Regions from separate parts of the Pan troglodytes genome. Here all the other regions are linked to region 1. The links are chromatin contacts, called in public HiChIP or PLAC-seq maps. All regions are on one chromosome and are shown on one strand. The core of a region is the stretch at or near the end of the contact, and the rest is flanking DNA. Distances in the headings are between cores, read along the strand shown.

What was found. HiChIP or PLAC-seq counts read pairs in DNA pulled down with a chosen protein or histone mark.
Region 2: an H3K4me3 HiChIP or PLAC-seq map of stem cell-derived excitatory neurons shows a contact between it and region 1, with 8 times the contacts expected there. The contact joins the promoter of DOC2A here to the promoter of MAZ in region 1. A contact is called at or near these places in 1 of 7 Hi-C or Micro-C datasets (stem cell-derived neural progenitor cells) and 1 of 1 datasets of contacts at active chromatin or transcription factors (stem cell-derived excitatory neurons).
Region 3: an H3K4me3 HiChIP or PLAC-seq map of stem cell-derived excitatory neurons shows a contact between it and region 1, with 5 times the contacts expected there. The contact joins the promoter of HIRIP3 here to the promoter of MAZ in region 1. A contact is called at or near these places in 1 of 7 Hi-C or Micro-C datasets (stem cell-derived neural progenitor cells) and 1 of 1 datasets of contacts at active chromatin or transcription factors (stem cell-derived excitatory neurons).

What each region holds. Positions count from the first base shown.
Region 1 is chr18:32,395,416-32,400,433 of NHGRI_mPanTro3-v2.0_pri, forward strand. It overlaps MAZ (MYC associated zinc finger protein), which reads right to left and starts at 2,530. Exons shown (of 6, transcript XM_016928774.4): 1 at 2,049-2,530; 2 at 1,334-1,420; 3 at 404-1,248; 4 at 1-2. The coding sequence starts at 2,084. KIF22 (kinesin family member 22) reads right to left here. Exons shown (of 14, transcript NM_001280277.1): 10 at 4,621-4,780; 11 at 4,163-4,230; 12 at 3,202-3,414; 13 at 3,054-3,113; 14 at 2,845-2,965. The coding sequence ends at 2,918. LOC129137429 (a long non-coding RNA gene) reads left to right here. Exons shown (of 2, transcript XR_008540009.2): 1 at 1-250; 2 at 2,682-3,798.
Region 2 is chr18:32,177,973-32,182,990 of NHGRI_mPanTro3-v2.0_pri, forward strand. It overlaps DOC2A (double C2 domain alpha), which reads left to right and starts at 2,114. Exons shown (of 12, transcript XM_063796939.1): 1 at 2,114-2,405. It overlaps TLCD3B (TLC domain containing 3B), which reads left to right. Exons shown (of 6, transcript XM_016928785.4): 6 at 1-971. The coding sequence ends at 205. C16H16orf92 (chromosome 16 C16orf92 homolog) reads right to left here and starts at 2,201. Exons shown (of 5, transcript XM_024349484.2): 1 at 1,995-2,201; 2 at 1,514-1,672; 3 at 1,313-1,400. The coding sequence starts at 2,178.
Region 3 is chr18:32,204,976-32,209,993 of NHGRI_mPanTro3-v2.0_pri, forward strand. HIRIP3 (HIRA interacting protein 3) reads left to right here and starts at 2,769. Exons shown (of 7, transcript NM_001280458.1): 1 at 2,769-2,836; 2 at 2,914-3,034; 3 at 3,160-3,274; 4 at 3,534-4,471; 5 at 4,571-4,739; 6 at 4,822-4,920; 7 at 5,009-5,018. The coding sequence starts at 2,772. It overlaps INO80E (INO80 complex subunit E), which reads right to left and starts at 2,115. Exons shown (of 9, transcript XR_010152328.1): 1 at 1,981-2,115; 2 at 1,755-1,825; 3 at 1,512-1,564.

The DNA.
Region 1 (5,018 bases), core at 1,280-3,779:
GCCTGGGGACACGTTGGGGTTGGGGTTAGGGCGGAGGTGGTGCGCCCCAAATCCACCAAACTGCACCACAGGCCTTTCCGAGGATCCCTGCGCCTCCTCCCGGAGCCCAGGCCGTCACAGCGCCACTTCAGCAGGAAATCCCTCCCCTGGAGCCCAGCAGCCGCTGCCGCCGCCGCCGCCTCCTCCCACGCGAAGCTTCCGTCAACCCCAAGGCCCACCTCCTCGACAAAGGACCACCCCTTGCTCCCTGGTAACCGAGAGAGGCTTCCTCCCTCCGCCCTGGGAGTGGCTCCCCTTCCCCAGCCTCAGCAGCCGCCTCCCTCCCCGCCAGCCACGGCCAGGCCACCTCCGTCGCGTCCCTCCCTCCCCACGGCCTAGCGGGCGGCCGAGGCCCCGTGCACACCGGGAGAAGCTCTTGCCACAGTGGGAGCAGTTGTAGGGCTTGTGCACAGCGCCGTCATGTGAGCGCACGTGGTAGCTCATGCGGTCCTTGCGCTTGAAGCGCTGCTGGCACACCGGGCACTGGTAGGGCTTCTCGTCCGAGTGCGACAGCTTGTGTCGGTTCAGGTGGTAGACGTCGCGGAAGGCCTTGCCACACATCTCGCAGGCGTGGTTCTTCCGGATGCGCTTCCCCGAGGCGGTCGTGGTCACCACGCCACCGGCGGCCACTGCGGCAGCGCCGCCGCCGGCACCCGCCTCTCCCCCTCCCCCGCCGGCTCCGCTCAGCTGGGGCACGCTCAGGAGGCTCAGGGGCACCATGGTGGGCATCTTCATAGCACCCGAGGGGACCCGGCCGGCCTTGGCTCCCGTGTGGATGGCTTCGTGCCTCCGGAGATTGTAGCCGTTCTTGAACTCCTTGGCGCACAGAGCGCAGATATAGGGCCCCTTGCTCTTTGTCTTCTTCTCCAAGGCAGACGCGACCGGGGCCACGGCGACCGTCGAGGTTGGGGCTACGACGGCGGTGGCTGCCGCCGCGGCGATAGTGGCGGCGGAGGCGGGGGGCGCGGCCTCGGCCGCCGACACTGGCGGGGGTGGCGGAGGGGGCGCCGGAGGCTGCTTCAGGGCCGCTGTGTCCACCGTGGAGGCGGCAGCAGGGGCCGGGGGCGCGGCAGCGACGGCGGCAGCAGCGGCGGCAGCGGCCGCAGCAGCCGCGGCGGACTCCTGGGCGGCGGCGAGCACCGGGAGCAAGTCCACCTGGAGGGGCTCGGCCGCCGGGGCCTGGGGCGTGGGCGGGGGCGCCGGCGCGGCCTGCGGAGACAAGGCGCCGAGTGGGCCGCGGGTGCGGGCGGGCGTCCCCCCCCCAGCCCGGGCCGCCGCGGCCGGCCCTACTCACCTGGAATGGACTCTGGGCGCAGCCCTGGGAGGCAAAGAAGCGGGACTGGAGCTCAGCCCCGACCTGCAGGGGGTTCTGGGCGTGACCCTGAGGTGGCGGGAAGGAGTTCATGAGGCCGCCCACCCCCCGGGAATCCAGGCCCAGCACGGGGAAGGGGGGGGCCAGCAGCGTGCAAGGAAACACCGGGAACATGGCCTCGGCCGCAGCGGGGCCCCCGGGGCTCAGCGGGGGCCGGGGGCGCTGGCCGCGCGGGGCCCGGGCTCGGGGCGCCGCCCCCGGCCGGCCGGGCTGGGCCGCGCCGAACGCATGGCCCGCGGGCCGCCCCGCCGCCCGCGCACCCCGGCCGGCGGGAGGGAGGGAGGGAGGGAAAGAGGGCGCCTTGCGGGCCGCGGAGCGCCGCGGCGACGACGCCCCCTGGGTGGGGGCGGGAGGCCCCGCGGGGCCGGGGCCGGGGGCGGGGGCCCGGGCGGCGGCGGCGGCGGCAGCGGCGGCTGTTGGAGCCTGGCGGGGCGGGGTGGGGGGAGCGAGGGAGCAGCCTCGGCCCCCGCCGCGCGCGCGCCCAGCCGGCGCCTCGGGGAGGGCGGGGGAGGGCGCGAGGGAGGGAGGGGGACAGCTGCGCGCGCACCGGGCGCGCGGAGGGGGGGTGGGACGGGAGGGAGGGCGGGCAGGAGGGGGTGTGGGCAGGGGGGTGGGGGCGGGGGGAGGGGGTTGTTACCTGGAAGATGAAGCTGCTCCAGTTGCTGGGATCCATGGCGGAGGGAGGGAGGGAGGTGGCTCGCGCTCACCCTGGGGCGGGAGGAGGAGGAGGCGGCGGTGGGGGAGGGGGAACCCGGGGAGGAGGCGCGCGGGGCGGGCAGGAGGGGGGAGGTGGAGGGTGGGGGAAGCGGAGCACACTACGCGCGGGGAGGGCGGGCGGGGGGCGCGAGGACACACAAGAGGCTGGAGCGGGCGCGAGCGCTAGCGCGAGCGCGCGCGTGGCCAGCGGGAGGGGCAGGCGCGAGAGGGACTCTGGCGGGAGGAGGGACGGGGGAGCCACCCAGCAGCCCGAGTCGCCCCGAGCGCGAGACCCCTGAGATGGCTGCTGATTGGCTGATGATGGCGCAGGTGGTGGGCGCGCGGGAGACAGGGCGGCTTCTCTCCTCTTTCCCCCGCCAACGATTCCACCCCCCCTCCCTCCGCCAGCGGCCGTTATTTCGCGCGCACGCGCACAAGGCCGCCGTCGTTGCCGAGCGGGAGAATGGGGGAGCGCGCGCCGGGGGCACGGACGGGGCGGGGCTAATCCCTGAGCGCGCGCCCGCCTAACGGTCGCAGGCCTCATGCTTCGGCTTCCGCTTTTTGCGTCCTGCAGGCCACCGTCCTCCCCGCCCCACTCCAGCGGTGTATTTACAATCCTGCGCTGAGTCGTTCCCCGAAGATGGCGCCCAGTGGAGTCGCCGGCCTTGCTCGCGGCCCACCCCGAGGCGGTCACACTCCGGACCCGCCCCCGCAGCCCCAAAAATCAGGCGGAAGCACCGGAGCAAAAACTGTATTTACACAACACGGGGTTATACAAAACTTTGAAAAGGCGGAGTGAGGAGACGACGGTCAGGAGGCGCCACAGCGCTGGCCGGCGGCGAGACCCAGGATGTTTGCCTGCAACACAGGAGGGAGGGAGACAGCGACGTTAGAGAGGGGTGCGGGGCGCAGGACAGGCAGAGGAGGGGCAGGGCCGTGACTTCACCTTCAGGAAGGACTCCATCTGTTTTCCCGTTATGCCCTCCACGCGTTCCAGGTCCTCCACCTGGCGGGACAGGATCGATAGGGGACAGAGTCTCGGGGGTACCCGGTCTCCCCTGCCCCCGCCCTCCCCCAGTCCAGTGGGCTGCTACCTGGCTGAAGGGGCCGTGGAGCTCCCGCCAGCCCACGATTAGCTGGGCCTTCTTCGGGCCAATGCGCTGAAGACTGCGGAGATCTCGGGCTGAGCCTTCGTTCAGCAGATCCAGTATTTTTTGGCGCCCATGAGCCAGTAGCTCCGGGCTGATCTGTAGCTCCCAGCAGTCCTCAGCCTTCTCCTCAGGCTCTAGGGCATCCAGGGACTCCAGCTGGGAGGCAAAGGGAGATGAGTGACACGCAGGGCAGCCAAGTGCTTTGGGCTCCTCTGCCAAAACTAGGAGCCCAGCACCGGCTACCTCCTGCGCTCCAGCCTCTTCCTCTCTTGTCAAGTGTGTCCAAAATCCCGCCCTCAGGTCACTCTCTGGGGTAATTCTCATTATGCAACTAGTGAAAGAGAGGTACTACTCAGTACCCAGTGGTAATATTAGCACCCTTCTCATGGAGTTGCTGTGGAGATCAAGTGAGTTAATGAATGTAAAGCACAAAATGAGCTCTTAAATCTGGTCCCTCATCTCTAAAAGGGAAAGAATAAGCTGTCTTTCAAAAAGTACATGGGAGAAAGTAATATGAATAAATCATACCTCCCCCAACCATCTCAGTTTTTGGGTAGTTCTAGTGGTGTTCGATTCTGGGTATGTGCATATGTGTGGTTTCATGCTTGACTGCTTAGGTCATAGTTCCCTAAGTTTTCCCTCTTAAGCTTGTAGAGGGTAGAAGCCAGGCTACACAGTGGAACATCCGCTCTGCGAGGTACATCCACATCACTGCCTTCCACCCTAAATGCCCTGCAAGGAACCAACCATCACCACATTCCAGGGGTAAGCAAGTTGAGGTCTGTTACTAGCTGGCGGCCATCATCCAGTTCGTTTAACCCCAAGGCCAACGCTCCTCCCCCTAGAGCCTACTCCCCCTTACTTCTGGGCTCCAGGTGTAGCCTAAGCCCCCAGCTACTTTCACCTTTCTCTTCCGGCCTTTATTCTTCAGGATGTGGATCTCGGCATTTGGGGATGCTGCCTGCTCCTGAACTGAAAGTAGGAATTGAGAATTGGAGTCAGGGCAAAGGGTACTTTTCACCCTCCCTGGTAGCCCTTCGGTTCTTCCATTTCTGATTCCCCAGCTCCCCTCCATCCAGAGTTAACCTGTTGTGTTTCCACATGACCTTTTTTATACCCGCATTTAAAGGAATTTCAGTCAGTCTTGCATTATCTTCAATCCTCTACTCGTTTGTCCATCCCACTGTACTAAACACCCGAGGGCAGAGCACCCCCAGCACTGCCTCAGAGCCTCCTCACCCCTCCCTGGGACTGGTATGTGGTGGGAGAATATGAATGACATGGAGACAGCTGCTCCTAACACTTCCTCCCTTATAGGATCTCAGCTGCCTTGGCCCCCCTAGCCCCTGGAGTCAAACTTACTTAGCTGTAGGGGCATCACCACAGCCTTTTTCAGGGGCTTTGCCCCTGTGACTGTGCGATGTGAAAGGGGCCGGAGCATTGTGGGACAATGGTTCTCCTTTTCCTCAGCCTTCTGGGCCAACATCTTGGCCTCCAGTTCTTTTTGCTTCGTCTTAAGCCTCTGTTGGAAAGGATCAGGGAGATGTGATCCAGACCCAACTCCAGGGCAGCCTGAAGGGCAGTGGGTTACCAGGGTGAGTATGCAAGGCTCTGAGCCCCCAGAGGGCAGGGCTAGGACCAGTGGGAGGTTACCAGGAGACAGGTGGAGCCTAACATAATTAAGGGCTTTCTGTGATTAGGGGGCTACCCAGAGGTGGAACAAGCCTCTGCAAGTATTGAAGGGAAAGGCTTTTCAAGTA
Region 2 (5,018 bases), core at 864-3,363, 220 kb before region 1:
CTTTCCCTACCTGTACTGGGCCTACGGGCGCCATGCCGGCCTGCCCCTGCTGGCCGTGCCCCTGGCCATCCCTGCCCACGTCAACCTGGGCGCTGCGCTGCTCCTGGCCCCTCAGCTCTACTGGTTCTTCCTCATCTGCCGTGGGGCCTGCCGCCTCTTCTGGCCCCGCTCCCGGCCGCCCCCGGCCTGCCAGGCCCAGGACTGAGGCCGGGGGCCGGGACCCTCCGGGACCCTCCCTCTCCCCACCCCCACCCCCGTGGAGACAGGGCTCTGGGGCTGATGGCTGGGGTTGGGAGCCAGGGTCCTCTTGCCCGGACAACCCCAGGACTGACGATGACCCCGAAAGGGAAGAGGCCCCATCTCTCGGGGACTGAGGGGGTGGAGAGAGGGGACCTCTTCTCCCTACTCTGCCCCCTTCCTGCACACCCCTGCGCTGGAGGAGGGGAGGGGGCACCGCCTCCCACCCACTGAGGGCAGGAGGGCTTGTGGGGAGGGAGACCAACAGGGTTTCAAGGGGACCAGGAGTCAGAATGTGGGGAGACGCCTCTGCCAAGGCCATCCCAGCCCCTATGCTGCCATCCCCCAGGGCTCCCCATCACCCGAGAGGAGAGGATGCCCCAACTAACCCCCGCTGGCCCTCGGGCCTCCCGAGTGGCCGGCTGCAACCACGGCTCCTCTCCAGGGTAGGCCAGCTTGAGGAATCTTATTTATTTTATTTATTTACCCAAATTTGAACTAGTCTGTTGGGTTGGGGGAAGGAGGTGGCTGCTACCCCCAAGCCTTCCCAGTGCTGACAACCCCGGGGGCAGGCGAGGGCGCCCAGTCCCTCACCATCGGCTGCACATCGCGCCCTCGGGCCCTGCCATGTCCCTGGTGCTACTGACCTCTCAAGGCTTCCTCCAATCTGGGGTCGGGGGACCCTGGGAGGTGCTTTACAGACCGCTAATAAAAGACGATCTGCGTGAACGCCACCAAGGCCCTTGCCACCAAGTTCTTTGGGGCTGGGAAGGGAGGAGGTGGGGGGCTTGGGCCATGGGAAACAGAGGGGACAGGATCCCCGGCTGCTCGCTGGGCAGTCAGGGAGGAGGAAAGCAGGGAACTTTTGCTCATCAACAGGAGAGGAGGTGGGTGTGGGTGCTCAGGTTGAGTCCAGAGTCCTTGTCCGGCTCTTTAGGCCCCTTTCTGGAAGTTTCTGTGGGGCATGGAGATCAGAGGGGAGAGGTCACAGCCTGCCCCGCTAGAACTGGGGTCTTCAGCCGCTCCCAAGGAAGGTGGTGGTGGGGGGGGGTTGGAGAAAGGGGGCAGGCCTTACATGTGGGTGCAGAACTGGAAAAGGAGAAAGAAGAACGCCACCACCAGGAAGCCCACCAGGATGTGATGGAAGAGCCCGGGGCTGGAACCTGCTAGACAAACAGGACCCTTAACTCCCCTCTGATGGCCCAATGAAGGGTCTGGGGCTGCTCTCCTCCAGACCCTGGCGGGGAGGGAGGTCCCTTCTCAGGCTGGTTCATACCTGAGTTAATGAACACGATGGGTTTCTCTCCAATAAACTGGGCCACAGCCAGTAGCCTGGCTTGGTCTGAGTCCGGATAATCGAAGAAGTCAGGTCTGTCTAAGAAGCGCGGAGACTCTGTCCCCAGGGCTGACGCCGTGGCACGCTTGGGTCTGGGGGCTAGGACCCAAGCAAACTCTGTGACAACAGCCAAGCTGACCCCTGCCTTTATCTCTCGAGGTGGAAGCTGACTTGGGACCCTGTGAGACTACCCAGCCTTATTGCAGAGGCTGTGGAGGGTCTTGATTTCCCTCAGGGTCAGCTGGGTGCACCACGACAAGGCCCGCAGTTGTTGGGGGGTAGGTGGGACCAGCAGGATGGGAGAGAAGAGTGGAGAGAAAATGAGAGGGTGCAGGGTTGGCTTCCGAGTCCCTAAGTGGGCATCACACTTTATGCTCCCAGAGCTGCCTGCCTTCCTGCTGCTCCCAAGACAGCTTCTTACCAGTTTCTATGGCCCCTAGTGCAGCCAGCCACACCCACACCAGCACCCATGGCCACAGCCTCATGACTCCTATCATGAGGTGGGGGCTCTGTGATGTCACAGCCCAGAGCTGTTCTGATGGCACTTTGGGGTGAGGGGAGAAAGTGCTAGGAGCTGGGACCCCTCCCCCATCCCTCACTCTCATCAGAAGAGGAGAGGAGAGGAGAGGTTGGGACCAGTCTTCACCCCCTGGAATGTCACTGATGATAAAACCATAATGGTGGCAGCCCCAGCATTTACAAAGAGGAGGGATGCGGCAGGGCCATCTTGCTGAAAGCCCGAACTAAAGGAAGCTGTGTTTGGACAACAGGCACAATTTGGGGTGGTGGCACAGGGCCACACACCTCCGGTTACCCCTTGGATCAACCACAGGTAACATTTGTTTTATTTATTTTCATTTTTTTGGAGACAGGGTCTCTGTCTGTCACCCAGGTGGGAATGCAGTGGCGCCATCTTGGCTCTCTACAGCCTCTGCCTCCTGGGTTCAAGTGATTCTCCTGCCTCAGCCTCCTGAGTATCTGGGATTACAGCTTTGGATAAATCCCTTCCTTTTATCTGCCTGCCACCACACCCAGCTAATTTTTGTATTTTTAGTAGAGACAGGGTTTCACTATGTTGGTCAGGCTGGTCTTGAACTCCTCACCTCAGGTGATCTGTTCGCCTCGGCCTCCCAAAGCGCCGGGCCTATTTTATGTATTTTCAGAGACAGGGTCTCACTCTGTCACCCAGGCTGGAGTACAGTGGTATGATTACTGCAGCCTTGAACTCCTGGCCTCAAGTGATCCTCCCACATCAGCCTCCTGAGTAGCTGGGACCACAGGCATGTGCCACCATGCCTGGCTAATTTTTGCATTTTTTGTAGAGATGAGGGCTTGCTATGTTGCCCAGGCTGGTTTCGAACTTCTGGCCTCAGGTGATCCTCCAGCTTCGGCCTCCCAAAGTGCTGGGATTACAGGCATGAGCCACCATGCCCAGCGGGTAGCATTTATTGAACACCTATTACTATGCTGGCTGGACCCCATTTATGGCCAAGTACCTTGCACAAATTGGTTCATTTGCTCTTGCACTGACCCTCAGAGGCAGGTACTCTTTTTTTTTTTTTTGAGATGGAGTTTCACTCTGTCCGCCAGGCTGGAGAGCAGAGGCACAATCTCAGCTCACTGCAACCTCCACCTCCTGGGTTCAAGCGATTCTCCTGCCTCAGCCTCCTGGAGTGGGATTACAGGCGCGCACCACCACTGTCCGGCTGATTTTTGTATTTTTAGTAGAGATGGGGTTTCACCATGTTGGCCAGGCTGGTCTTGAACTCCTGAACTCGGATGATCCGCCTGCCTCGGCCTCCCAAAGTGTTGGGATTACAGGCGTGAGCCACCAAGCCCAGCCCAGAGGCAGGTACTCTTGCCTCCCTTATACACGGGAGGAAATCACGGCACAGAGGGGAAAAGTAGTGTGGGCAATGCACACTTCCTGGGGCGGGGGGGGTTCCTCTCTGAGGCTCCCCCTTGCATCCTATCCGCAGATCCAGGGGCACAGGGCTCTCTCCGTCCTCCCCCGCCCCCTCCTTAGTGCTCAGCCGGGAACGACCCTGGGGTTAGGAACCGAGAGGAGTAGCAGGCGTCTCCCACTAGGTGGCAGCAGCGGTCGCGCCTGAGTCCACGCTCCCACCCTAGGGAAGGCGCAGCGGGGCGGACTCCCGGGCCTCCTCCCGCCTCTTCCACAGGTTGCATCCGCGGCTGCAGGAAAACGGATGGCTGGGAATGGCCGTCGGGGGTTGGTCAGAGGAAGTCCCTCGGCCCTTTCCGAGGCACATCTCTTGGCCATCCACGCGTCCTTCGCAGACTCCGCTCCCTGCACCTCCGTTTCCTCTTCTGTGGCCGGCGGCTCCCCCGTGGCCACCCCATCTCCCATCTCTGCCACCTCCCAACAGCCATTTCCACTCCTGCGGCCCCATCCCAGCTAAGGAGAGCGCCCTTCTGATTGGCAGGTGGGCCTGTCTGTCACGGGCATGTTCCATCCCACCCAAGCCCAAGGACACTCCAGGGTTTCCTTAGTTTCACAACCAAGGTGCGTGCTCAGCGGACTCTGCAGACCCAGTGCCGCGACTTCCCCTAAAGCCAGGCGTGTATCTGCGCGTGTGAGGTGCTCTGCCGCAACCCTATGCAGAGAGCAGGTGGGCTAGGACTCGGGGTACTTGCCATGAACCGCTTCGAGTTCCTAAACAAGTAAAAAGCCCAGAGAGAGAAAAAAAGGGGGCAGCGGGGCGGGGGTGGGGAAGGAGGGAAACGAATATCTATGGGACTGGCTCACGTGGGCTGCTTCCCCTGTGCTGCGCTGATGGCTTCCCTTTTTTTGAGACAGGATATTGCTCTATCTGTCACCCAGGCTGGAGTGCAGCCTCGACCTCCTGGGCTCAAGCGATCCTCTCACCTCAGCCTCCCAAGTAGCTGGGACCACAGGCGTGCACCACCACACCTGCCTATTTTTTGTTTTGTTTTTTAGATGGAGTCTCTGTCTGTTGCCCAGGCTGGAGTGCAGTGGCACGATCTTGGCTCACTGCAACCTCTGCCTCCTTGGTTCAAGCGATTCTCCTGCCTCAGCCTCCCGAGTAGCCGGGATCAAAAGCATATGCCACCATGCCTGGCTAATTTTTGTAGTTTTTTAAAGTAGAGACGGAGTTTCATCATGTTGGTCAGTCTGGTCTCAAACTCCTGACCTCAAGTGATCTGCCCTCCGCGGCCTCCTAAAGTGCTGGGATTACAGGCGTGTGCCACTGCGCCCAGCCTACTTCTTTTTTTCTTTGCAGAGATGGAGTCTTGCTATGTTGCCCAGGCTGGTCTCAAACTCCTGGGCATAAGTGATTCTCCCACCCTGGCCTCCCAAAATGCTGGGATGACAGGTGTGAGCCGCCACGCAGATCACTTCTAAGAAAAAGGAAGGGATTTATCCAAAGCCACAAGGCATGTGAGAGGCAGCAGAAGGGACTCA
Region 3 (5,018 bases), core at 1,519-4,018, 190 kb before region 1:
CATTTATATTATTCTGCCGGGACAGCTCTAGCCCACTTCTTCACAAGATTGGTTTTTTTTTTTTTTTTTTTTTTTTTTGAGATGGAGTCTGGCTCTGTCGCCCAGGCTGGACTGCAGTAGTGCAATCTCAGCTCACTGCAAGCTCCACCTCCCAGGTTCACGCCATTCTCCTGCCTCAGCCTCCCGAGTAACTGGGACTACAGGTGCCCACCAACATCCCCGGCTAATTTTTTGTATTTTAAGTAGAGACAGGGTTTCACTGTATTAGCAAGGATGGGGTTTCTTTCTTTTGAGACAGTCTTGCTCTGTCACCCAGGCTGGAGCACAGCGGTGCTATCATGGCTCACTGCAGCCTTGACCTTTCAGGCAAGGGATCCTCCTGGTTCTGCCTCCCAAGTAGCTGGGACCACATGTATACACCACTATACATGGCTAATTTTTTTTTAATTGAGATGGGGTCTCACTATGTTGCCCAGGATGGAAGGCTGGTTTCTTCTCTGGTCCCAACTCAAATGTCACTCTGTGAAAGGCCTTTCTTGAGTACTCCATTCAGAGGTTGCCTGCTGCCTGCTTGTGTGGTCTGCAAGCTAAGAATGGCGTTTTTTTGTTTTTTTTTTTGAGACGGAGTCTCGCCCTGTCACCCAGGCTGGAATGCAGTGGCAGCGATCTCGGCTCACTGCAACCTCTGCCTCCAGGGTTCAAATGATTCTCCTGCCTCAGCCTCCCCAGTAGCTGGGATTACAGGTGCACGCCACCACACCCGACTAATTTTTGTATCTTCCTGAGACGAGGTTTCACCATGTTGGTCAGGCTGGTCTTGAACTCCCGACCTTGTGATCCGCCCACCTCGGTCTCCCAAAGTGTTGGGATTACAGGCGTGGGCCACTGCACCTGGCCAAGAATGGCTTTTAAGCTTTTAAACGGTTGGAAAAAAAAAAAAACTAAAGAAAAATTTTTCATATGGAAAAATATGAAATTCAAATTTCAGTGCCTATAAAGTTTTATAGAAACATAGCCATACTCATGTATTTGCCTATGGGGTACGGCTGCTACTACAATGGCAGAGTTCAGTAGGTGCTTCAAAGATTGTATGTTGCAAAAAGCTTACTTACCATCTGGCCCTTTGCAGAAACAATTCATCAATCCCTGTTCTACTATAATCATTACCGCATAACTGTTTTCATTACCTTCAAGTCCTTACTATGACCTAAAATTCTAGTCTATTGTCTTCATTTACTTATTCTTCCCAACTAGAATATAAATTACAAGAGGCCAAGGGCTTTGCCTATCTCTGCCTCTGCTGTATCCCCTGTGCCAAGCACAGTGCCTGAAACACAATAGGTGCTCAGTAAGTGCCTGAATGAAAGAACGGTGGAGGTGGAAGGCAAGCAACTAGGCTTAAGGACCACTGGGGGCTGCATCAGCCACCACTGCCTAAAAGGCGGGGGCCCAGGAAGCTTGCTAAGTACCAGGAACCATGCTCTCCACCAATTTTTGAAGACCTTGCTCACCCGAAGAGTCTTCATCCACGTTCTCGTACTGCAGAAGTCGGTCTAGGAGGAAACTGAGGGGAGGGAAGGAGACACGGACAGTGATTTTCCAGCGCAGCAATGTCCTCCTGGGTACCTGTCCCTCCCAGCTGGCCCATCGGATCCTTGAAAGAGCCCATGCACTTGTGGCCCTACTCGGGGATGGGGTCCGAATGTAGATTCCCTAGGAACCACATCGCCCTCCGCCCCTGCAACGTGCCTCACCTCTTGTCCCGGGACACCTTCAGTAATTTCCTTTGCGCTTTCCTCAGCTCCTCCTGGAAGCACTCGTGCTCCTGTATCACGGGCAAGGGGTGCGCTGGGCCAACGGTCCTCTGTGAAGGGCCCCGGAACCAGCGGCCGCTCGCCCCACCCACTTTACACCTGGGTAAACTGAGATCTTGTCCGCGCCAGGCCTCATCCCCCACAGCCTTCCCGCGGCAGCACTCACGTAGATGAGGAACTTGAGCTTCCGCTTCAGATTCCGGTATTTTTTTTTGTAGTCCACTTCGCCGTCCGCCGGCCCGTTCATGACCGGCCCGGGAGTGGCGCCCAGAGTCTGCCCTCCCGCTACCCCAAGCAGGGGCTGCCCTGCCGCTCCCGCCTCCACTTCCGGAGACGCTGCAAGGCTGTGCCGTCAGGACTACAACTCCCGGCGTACTCCGCGCTCAGGCGGCGTCACCGCATGGGCCGACCTCCCGGGGGACACTGGGACAGGAGCGCGGCAGCGAGTGGCTGCGCTGGGGATGGCGTAGCAGCGACGCGGTGACGCCACAAAAATGGCGGACGCTGGAAAGCGCCGTTCCTGACTCTAATGTACTTAGACACTTGAAGCCACAAAAGGATTTATCCCCGAGGTTCCTCATCTGCTCGCGAGGATGCCTTTTCTCTTCTGCCTTGCGAAATAACAGCAGCCTAGCTGTTGCCCGTGACCAGTGAGGAAGGCAGCGTCGCGGGCTGATTACGTTTCACCCAAAGGGTGCCGGCGCCGAATTGGTTTCTAACGAGAACTTTAAAAATGATCCGTTCCAAAAAAGGGTAGGAGCCGCGAGACCCTCCAACTGCCCAGAGAAAACAAGTCTCGTCTGGCAAAGTTCTCGGCCCACGCGGTCCGCGGCCAAGGGCCAACGGTCCCTCGCCCCACGTTGCCGCAGCACTGCGCGTGCGCGAGCCGCTGTCAAACGCGCTGACGGAGGCCGAGAAGAAAAAAAGGCGGGAGCCGTCAATCCCGGGTTGAGCAAAATGGCGCGGGAGAAGGAGATGCAGGAGTTCACCCGTAGCTTCTTCCGAGGCCGCCCGGACCTCAGGTGCCCAGGGGGTTGGAGATGGGGTTGGAAAGGGCGCGGGTGGGACGGGACTCCGTCCTGACACCATGTCCCTGCAGCACGCTTACGCATTCCATCGTGCGGCGGAGGTACTTGGCTCACTCCGGCCGCAGCCACCTGGAGCCCGAGGAGAAGCAGGCACTGAAGCGGCTGGTGGAGGAGGAGCTGCTGAAGATGCAGGTGTGCCGGGCCGGAGCCTGGGCCGCGGGAGGCGGAGGCGGGGCTTGCTGCTGAGGAGGAGGGGCCTGACGGGGCGCGGTGAGCGCAGCCTTGGTGCATAGTTTGCCCTCTTGGCGCACACACAGGTGGATGAAGCCGCTTCCAGGGAAGACAAACTGGACCTTACCAAGAAGGGCAAGAGGCCTCCCACCCCTTGTAGCGACCCGGAGAGAAAAAGGTTCCGCTTCAATTCAGAGTCGGGTTAGTGCTTCCTCCCTGCTGTGGGGGCCTTCTGCATCGTTGGTTCAATCAAGAAGCATTCACTGCGCATCTCTTATGTCCCCAGGCGTTAGATGAGGGAGCAAGGCTAGTGAGTCAAGAACCGGGAACAGCAAGTACAGATAGCTGTTTCCTGCTGCCCCTCCAACTGTCAGGGCAGGGCTCGAGGCAACCTATCCGAAGTGAAGGGAGAAGGGACAGGAGGAGCCTGTCTCAACCCTCTCTCCTCTCCATATTCCAGAGTCCGGCTCTGAAGCCTCCAGCCCAGACTACTTTGGACCCCCAGCAAAGAATGGGGTGGCAGCAGAAGTCAGCCCAGCCAAAGAGGAGAATCCAAGGCGAGCCTCAAAGGCAGTTGAGGAGAGCAGTGATGAGGAACGGCAGAGGGACCTGCCCGCACAGAGGGGAGAGGAGAGCAGTGAGGAGGAGGAAAAGGGGTACAAGGGGAAGACTAGGAAGAAACCTGTGGTAAAGAAGCAGGCACCAGGCAAGGCCTCAGTCAGTAGGAAGCAGGCCAGGGAAGAAAGTGAGGAGAGCGAGGCAGAACCCGTTCAGAGGACAGCAAAGAAGGTGGAGGGAAATAAAGGAACTAAAAGCCTGAAGGAAAGTGAACAGGAGAGTGAAGAGGAGATCCTAGCCCAGAAGAAAGAGCACAGAGAGGAGGAAGTGGGGGAGGAAGAGAAAGAAGAGGATGAGGAAAAGGGGGATTGGAAACCCAGAACCAGGAGCAATGGCCGGAGAAAGTCAGCTAGGGAGGAGAGAAGCTGTAAGCAGAAAAGCCAGGCAAAGAGGCTCCTGGGAGACTCAGACAGCGAGGAAGAGCAGAAAGAGGCAGCAGGCAGTGGGGATGACAGTGGGGGAGATAGAGAACCCCCAGTGCAGAGGAACAGTGAGGACAGGACCCAGCTTAAGGGTGGGAAGAGGTTGAGTGGAAGCAGCGAGGACGAGGAAGACAGTGGGAAGGGGGAACCCACAGCTAAAGGCTCTAGAAAGATGGCCAGACTGGGCAGCACCAGTGGTGAGGAAAGTGACTTGGAGAGGGAGGTAAGTGACAGCGAGGCAGGGGGAGGCCCCCAGGGGGAGAGGAAGAACCGCTCTTCCAAGAAGAGCTCCAGGAAAGGCAGGACACGAAGCTCCTCTTCCTCCTCAGACGGAAGTCCAGAGGCCAAAGGAGGGAAGGTGAGGGTGAGGAGGGGTGGGAGGCCACTATTAGGGAAGAGGGAGACCCTGCCTCAGGCCCAGCAGGCTTGGCCTTCAGCTGCTGTCTTTCCTTGCTAGGCTGGCTCAGGTCGCCGTGGAGAGGACCACCCGGCTGTGATGAGGCTGAAGCGCTACATTCGGGCCTGTGGTGCCCATCGAAACTACAAGAAGCTGTTGGGCTCCTGTTGCTCACACAAGGAGCGCCTGAGTATCCTCCGGGCAGAACTGGAAGCACTAGGCATGAAGGGTGAGGCCCGGCGTGCCCTGGGGGCTGCAGGAGAGGGCCTTCCTGCTGGGGAGGAGAGAATCACCAGCTTCTTCTGCCCCAGGTACCCCTTCCCTAGAGAAGTGTCGGGCCCTGAAGGAGCAGAGGGAGGAGGCAGCTGAGGTGGCCTCCTTGGATGTTGCAAACATCATCAGTGGCTCGGGTAAGGGGTTTCCTCTCACTGCCCAGGAGCAGATAGGTGGGGTTGGACATTCTCAGACATCTGATCTCTCGTTTCCCCTTTCCCCTAGGCCGGCCACG